Regions from separate parts of the Mus musculus genome. Here region 2 is linked to region 1. The links are chromatin contacts, called in public HiChIP or PLAC-seq maps. All regions are on one chromosome and are shown on one strand. The core of a region is the stretch at or near the end of the contact, and the rest is flanking DNA. Distances in the headings are between cores, read along the strand shown. Region 1 overlaps Ldb2 (LIM domain binding 2). Region 2 holds the start of Ldb2 (LIM domain binding 2).

The links. HiChIP or PLAC-seq counts read pairs in DNA pulled down with a chosen protein or histone mark.
Region 2: a contact with region 1 is called in an H3K27ac HiChIP or PLAC-seq map of heart atrium, with 11 read pairs. The contact joins the promoter of Ldb2 here to the enhancer-like site in region 1. A contact is called at or near these places in 1 of 39 promoter capture datasets (macrophages), 3 of 115 datasets of contacts at active chromatin or transcription factors (embryonic stem cells, epiblast stem cells and heart atrium) and 3 of 9 other capture datasets (adipose tissue, liver and pancreatic islet).

Annotation. Positions count from the first base shown.
Region 1 is chr5:44,763,000-44,766,948 of GRCm38.p6, forward strand. The region is part of intron 1 of Ldb2 (LIM domain binding 2); the gene reads right to left. Among named protein-coding and RNA genes, the nearest start is that of Ldb2, 35 kb to the right of the region's middle. Within about 2 kb of position 2,217, at least 8 of the 459 cell types and tissues checked have an H3K27ac peak or open chromatin away from gene starts, as enhancers often do. A contact at or near this core is called in heart atrium, where this site is marked.
Region 2 is chr5:44,797,501-44,801,449 of GRCm38.p6, forward strand. Ldb2 (LIM domain binding 2) reads right to left here and starts at 2,246. Exons shown (of 8, transcript NM_010698.4): 1 at 1,862-2,246. The coding sequence starts at 1,993.

The sequences.
Region 1 (3,949 bases), core at 967-3,466:
GATTCATTGCAACAGACTTAGTCAGAAACACAACCTTGTACAAGGACCACTATAACTTTATTCAACAAACAAACAAAAGGAGAAGGACATATATAACCAATAGTCCAATCTAGTAACCAAGAGTAACCAAGGAATGTGTCTCCTTCAGTATTTGACCTTTCAAACTTTAAAATCCCTTGCCTCTCTGAGCTTTGGTGTACCATGATGCTAGGATTCTGGGTTGTGGTGCTCAATCTAAAAGACATCATCTTTGGAGAACCTCTTCCTGTGTTGGACTGACATAACTGACTCCTCTTAGAGTCTAACAACTTCCCCAGGTGTGTAGCTTGGTAACTACTCAGAAATAGTTGCTTTGGAGAAATGCTCACATTTATCCAGTGTTCTGATCACTGCCTTAATCCACTTCCTCCTTGGTCCTCCATGGTAAACACTACTGGTTTCTTTTCTTTACATATGAAGAAACTGAAGTCAGACAGGATGAGTAGCTCAGCCATGGTCACCCCACTACACACAATATTCCCTGTAGCACTGTTTTATGTAGCACAATTCCAGAAATGACCAAATGTTTAGGGACATTAAACCCTACACTTGAGTTGGTTGATGTCCTTATAAAGATGCCTCAAAATGAACCGCTGATTTTATCTTTGCATATTCAAAATTTTCAGACATTTTAAAAAGAAAGTCTCTCTGTCTCTGTTTCTCTGTATCTCTCTTTCTATCTCTCAAACTTTTGTTTACTGTGTCAGCCTGTCATGGTACCTTTTCTTTTTTACCTCATAGAACACTAACATTGTAATTGGCACGGCTTACAGACATGTACCAAGGGAACATATGGTATAGAACCTGGGATGTTGGAAGTCATAAGTGCTTCCTTGTTTTGTCCTCTATCCCTGTAGATCAGAAGGTACTTAGGGATTGCTCAGCAATGGGTCTTTTTACACTTTTACTCAGTGAACTCGGCCAGATCCATCATTACTGTTCCCATCCTGTCTCCAGACTGATATTTTTGAATCTACTTTTGCCAGCCTACAATATGTCTTCCCAAAGGTATCTAGAGCAAGGTGACATAGTTCCCCCTGTCCCAGGGACACAGAGGTTCTTGCAGTTCACCATGACAAACAAAGACATTTCCACTGCCTGTAAAACTTTGACATGGCTCTTCCCTCTGACAGGACATAAAAATGTTGGCCACACTCCTTTTGTGATGTCTATGGTCTAATGTCCCCTCACAGGCAAGGCGTTTTCTGACTTCACTATCTAAACAAGTAAAACACACACACACACACACACATACACACACACACACACAGAGGCACACACACAGACACACACACATGCACACACACATACATATACACATACACATACATGTACACACACATATACACACACATATACAAACACACACATATATATACACACATGCACTTACACACACACACAAACATACACACATCTCAGTCTATACTGATATGTGCCTCTTTCTGTTACTTCTCATACTCCTTGAGCATGTTGCTTGAGTACCATCTCTCTCCATTCTGCCCAGCCTAACATGATGTTCAGAATGTTGACTATTCAGTAAATATATTGATGATTGATGCAGCCTTCATTTACCACTGTCAGGCCTGCTACTATTAAAAGTGGCTATTGAGTACTGACACACAGCAAACAGTACCCAATATGTGACTGGCTAAACATTTGAGCAGCATATTCTCATACAAGCCCCATAATAGCCAATCAGATATGCATAACATCAATATGGTCCATGCACAACTGAGGAAACTGAGGCTCTATGGGAGGTTGCAGAACTCAGCCACTTTTGAGCTTTGCAGGATTATACATGAGCATATATAATGAAAGTGCAAAGTTCTTTGGTGGCTCTCAAATTGCTCTTTGCAGATAGTAACACATTGTGTGCACTGACTGCTCCCATAATGCACCGCACACCAGGCAAGAACTGACCTCACACTGAATGCCCCAAAGAATAAGTCTCTGAGCAGTTGGAGGAACAGTTCAGGAGGAAAGAGGACTTTGTGCCCACAAGGGACTTTCCTTAAACACAGCATGGAAAGGGCGTTTGCTGTGTCCACTTTCTGATCAGATAACAGTTTGACACTAATTCTTCTATTTTCCATGGGCACCAAAGCCAGTCCTGGACGTTATCGCCCATCGGTTATCTGTGTCGCCTGAAGGAACTCAGGCAAGGTACAGGAAAAAGGTGGGGGTATTGTTGTAGCTTCCTGCTGGCCTGCACACTGGCCTATTGTTGCTGTTATTTTTTTTAAGCTATCACATCACAATTATTTCGGCAACATCCTCTTTCCATCCTGAAACCAATACAGTATTTATTGAACTACACAAACTGCGTCAATGTGCAATTCTTTCTGCATTGTTGCATATTACTGCATATTCTTAACAATATGTTTCTACTGAATCCATTGAAAACTTTTGCTAATTGTAAAACTTTCTGGGGCAAATATAACGACTAATCTCTGTTTTATCTGTATAATAAATGATTACTTATTAAAACAATATTTTGGTAATTGCTTCATGAAATCAAATGGAACCTTGCTGAATTACCATACTTTTAAAGAAAGCTATCTCTTAGGATATTATTAAGCACAGAATTCTGCTATGGTTCACTGAAGCACTACCATGGTTTCATTCCCATTTTACAGACAAGGAAACTGAGCTTAGCATACTCTAGATGAATGATGAGTGTTGGATGTTCACTCTGTTGCTTAGAGGTCCCACTCCTGATTATACTACAGAAAATGCAAAGGGCCCGTTTTGGGACATTTTACCACTTGAACTTGTGTCCCAGCAGAATTCTTTGAGTGATGGGTATACAGAGCACGAGCTCCACAGAGGCCCTTGATTCTTTATGAACACCGCTGACAATACCAGCACACTCTATACCAGCTTGTTTCTACTCTCCCCTCCTCAGTATCTATGTGAGAGTGAGAGTGAGATGTGAACTACACTCTTTTTCTTTTGATGCTCACCAGTTGCTGGGGCTTTTCCTTGTACTCTCATTTTGGAGACAGTAACTGTGACTTGTCAAGAGCCACACACTCAGAGGCTTGCCACTGAGAACCTGAATACAGCGGAAGGGTTATCTACATTTTACTGAACACGTGAGAACCACAGAGGAAGAAGTCTCTCCCTGAGCTACACAGTCAGCTGGAGGCACACAAATTACTCAAAGTCTAAGTGAAGCAATATTTGTTGAGAACCTTACCATATTTCATGAAAAGGTAATTTCATGGAATACCAGAGATGTTGGTAATAAGGCAGGAGAATAACTGACGTTATGGGAGCTCTTCGAATTTGGTTAGGTGCTACGTAAAATCTTAAATGCAGCATTTTAAAAATATTTCTCTTTGTCTACAACTTCCTGACAAGAACTTATCTCATTAGACAGAGAATTCTTCTCAGAGTTTGATGAAGGGAGGACACAAAAGGCCTGCCCATTCCAAGAATGGCTCCTTAACTTCCAACGTTAGAATGAGCCGAATGTAGTTGTCTGAAGACATTACCTTCATATCCATGGATTGCTGAGGCAAACACAGAAAGATGGGCAGATTTTGGTGTCCTAGTAAAGAACTCTCCCATCGTCTGTGAGGACATTTCCTGCTACACTTCTGTACTTCAGAGCATGTAATTCTACGAAGCTCTCTAAGAGCGGTAGCACAAAAAAACACATTCAGCCCAAGTCAGAGCCCTGGTCTTCTAGGGAATAGTAGCAACGCTGTCACAAAGAACATTAAATGGCTCCCACAGCTGAGCTCATTGGATCTCTGGTTATCTGTGTTATATTCAGAAGTCCTTCTCTAACTGATCCATCTGGCCAAACGGAGGGAAATAGCAGTCTGTCATCTCTGAATGCTGATCCCCCGCATGATGGAGTAGTCTGTTCTGAAATGTCCACACTCATAAACAAGGCCTA
Region 2 (3,949 bases), core at 996-3,495, 35 kb after region 1:
GGGAAGACACCATCCACAAAACCTCAACAACTTTCTACCAAGCAAGCAGGATACAAGTTGTCTTTCAATCCTGTGTTCAAGAATTAATCTATTGCAGTCTATGGTCTCTATTATTATTATTATTATTATTATTATTATTATTATTATTATTATTGAGAAATAATTATACTTAGCAAAGAGATTTTTTAATTGTATAATTTTTAACATTTTATTGATTCCTTCTGACGGTTCCTTTTTCTGTTCAACATTTTATTACTATTACTGGGTGCCTCAACTCTAAAACCTTCCCAGTCTTCCCAGTTCTGAAAGCAGCCTCTGCCACTGATAGCTTAGACAGGGACTGAAGATTCATTCCAACACACTCTTACAAAGATTGTAATAGAAGATACAAGCTAGAACACACATATAAAGCAACACACACCACAGGCATATGCACACACACAAACACACACACACACACACACACAATCCTATTTACTGCCAAGAACTCAGCACTCTAAACACCAGAGTTTACACTCTACAGGAGCTTCTGGCTTCTAGAAAGAGGCGACGTGCCAGCAATTATATTTAACATCCATGGTGCATTAACATATAAAGAAAATAGCAGTGATAAAGAGAGCCAGGCTTTAAAACACACACACTAACACACAAAAACAAAAACAAAACCCCACAAGATCTTGTCCAGCAGTTAGCCAATCAGAAAACAGGTCACATCATCTTGTTAGCCCTATTCAATACATTAAACATCAGGAATTCTCTATGGCTCAGCAGACAATTCAAAGCAAGTGTGTTTTATTTTATCATGCAAACTTAATCAAATCCTTTCTCAGAGTTAAAAGCCAATCTTCAATCTAACTACCTACCAACGCTATTCCCCCAACACCCCTGTGGCATGACTCCTATGAGCATTTGTACTATGCAGCGAAAACTCAATTCCCAGAGACTTCTATTTCTTCAAGAGACTTAGACACACCTACAATAAACACTTCAACACCAAGTCCCACCTTACAGGCAGATGAGCACCCGGCAGCAGAGTGCTTTGCCACTCGGGCAGCCCAGAGAAAAATTAAATATTTAAATTGTGAAAGAGGAGTCTGGAGTTTTGCATTTAGAAAGTTCTGAAGAAGTCCCTGGACTGGCTCACTGCCTGAGAGGCTCAGCCTCCCTCTCTCTGGAGATCCCAAATGCACTCAACTGCTTCTGGCTTGAATGGGGAGCTAACTCCTGTCCCAAGGTAGAGCCTTGGGAGGCACAACCACCAGAGAGACAAGAGGACCCCACTTCCTCAGTCAACCTGTCTCTGAATTTAACACAGGCAAACGTGTGTGTCTTCCCTGAGCCCACCTCCAGGGAGTTCTGAAAAGTACACAAGGCTGCTCTCTTGTCCCTTTTACCTCAATTTTAGTCACTTTGAAAAAGTAAGTTCAGGTCAAACCAGACTTCCTCTGGAACTTGTAAATATATGAATATATGTATACATGATATTACACACACAACACAGACGCAAACATCCACAAAATCTCTTGCAGTCTATATCTCAACAAACACGACCATCTCTAAGCCTGTAAACATCAGAGTTCTGGGAAACCTGAATTTCTAGAGACTCGGCATGTGAACCAAGTGGCTTGTCTCTTTCCAGATACTAAGATTCCGGCAGAAACTGTCCCCAGCTCCAAGAGTTACTGTCGCTGGAAACCCAGCATTCAAACTCGAGGGTTCACCCAGCTGTGCTTATATCCACCTACGTGATAGTAGCTGGTGGGACACTTCCCACAGAATTCAGCTAAGAACCCCAGGAAAAGCCCATGCACAGTTTTTTTTTAAAAAATCCACAAACACACGCCAAGGTTGAAGAACTTACCTCTGTACGAGACTGCAGTCTCTTGTTCATCTCATAGATTCGGTACTCTGGCTGTACCATGTATGGTGTATGTCTCCTATAAAATGGGCCGAAAGGAGAAGAATAGAAGGGGTCATGTGGTGTGCTGGACATCTTGCCTGCTTGTCGAAAATCAAGCTTAATAGAGTATCAGGAACGTCCATGCAGAGCACATGGGCTGTGTTCTTCACAGTACAAAGTAGACGCACGCACACACGCTCACACACACACAGACACACACAGAGGCAGGCAGGCAGGCAGGCTGAGCACACTGGCTGGGAAGTGCTGTGGGAGCCCTCTATAGCGAGAGAGGAGAGGGAACGAGGAGGGAGAGGGAGGGAGGGAGCGCGGGAGGGGAGGGAGCACTGGAGCTCTGAGAGGGAGAGAGCGGAGGTTGGAGGTTGGGAGGGAGGAAGGGAGGGAAGAAGGAGGGAGGGAGAAGGGGGAGAGTGAGTTGAGAGAGAGAGAGAGAGAGAGAGAGAGAGAGAGAGAGAGAGAGAGAGAGAGAGAGAGAGAGCTGGATAGCTAGAGGCTCCAACTGCTTGTTTTTAAAGAAGCAGTTGGTGAAGGGGTCATTTCCTGTCCACACTGTAGACTAGTTCAAAAATATAATTCTCCTCCTAGTCTGACAAGAAGTCTAAGGCTGAGTTTTAGTCCCCCCCCCCCCCCCATTGCTAAGCTTGTTAGCAGAGAGGTGGGTTCACCCACTGCCTAAGCCTCTCGCCCCTGACAGCCACACTGTTGTAATGTATCAGAAATGGGATGACTCCCAAACACAACAACACTGGCACTCTGGTCCCTCTGATTTGGGGTTGGTGATTCACTCCCTCTGGAAGATTCCTCCGGGCTCTCATCTCCCAACAGAGTTTTGGCTGTACCTGCTGTACTTCGGATAGGAAGCTGAGCTGTATCTTAGCATTCCCCTCCCCCCTGACTTCCAAACTACTCCTATTCCCAGCCCCCTTCCTAACCTCCCAAAAGGGGGTTGTCCTGCTTTTGACGATGGTTTTAGGGGGCCTACATTTAGATTACCTGTACAGTCTCAGGTAAAAACAGTATCACCCAGACCTGAATGTGGAACCATCTAAAAATCCATCCAAGAGGCAATGGGCTTTTATTTCTAAGAGGTATTTCTAAGACAAGAAAAGGATCCAAAAAGCAGACTGCTCAGGAAGATATGAAACGCAAAGGAAAAAGCATCCCATAGAAATGTCCATGGAAAATTCAGTTGAGTAAGAAATTGCAGATAATTGAATTTATTGCCCCCCCAAGTAACAAGCCCAACTCTGATGGGGACAAGGTCTTTGCTTCCTTCCCAGAGTGGCCAAGTCTATAAATCTTAATTGTGGTGCATGACAACTAGAAGAAACCCCAAATAGCCCTGGGGAGGGGGGCAGAGTTGCCACAAAGAATTAGGGAATCTAGGAAAGATCCAATTGGCCCCACACTTACTCATATACAGGACACTTAAACAAAGCCAAGCCCCAGAAAATTCAGTGCAGGAGTTCACACCTAGCTAAGTCAGCGGCTTTAAGGGGGAAGGGGGAAGGGACCACAGAAAAACAAGATGGAATGTAAGACCTGGATGCAAATGCATGCAAATGAGACATTTCTTCTTTTTAATAAGCAGATTAATTAACTTTCTGCCCCAGTCATGGCTTGGGGTATTTTAGAGTCACTAGCCAACAGAGGAATAATAGGTGCTGTTAGATCTGTGGTTTACATTCAGGAGTAAAATTGTCCCCAAATTGCTGTCTTGATCACTCTTGTCTCCCACCTGCAAGAAACATCCACCCCAAACTTCCAGCGGTGCAGCCTAACACAGTCATGTCACTTGCCAGGATGGGATTAGAGGAGCTATTACTTCTAGGCTGCTGAGAACATGTGTCTGGGGACCCTAAGGCAGGCCAGCATGCTGGGTTTCAGGTTTCATTACAAATCTAAAAGCTGGGCCAAATTTGCTGCAAGGTTTGTCAAAACACACAACCTCCTAAAGACGAGATTTCAAACAAATTCCTTGTGATTTATGTTTCAGTATGGCGGCCATTGCAAAAGCCAACAATTCCTTGT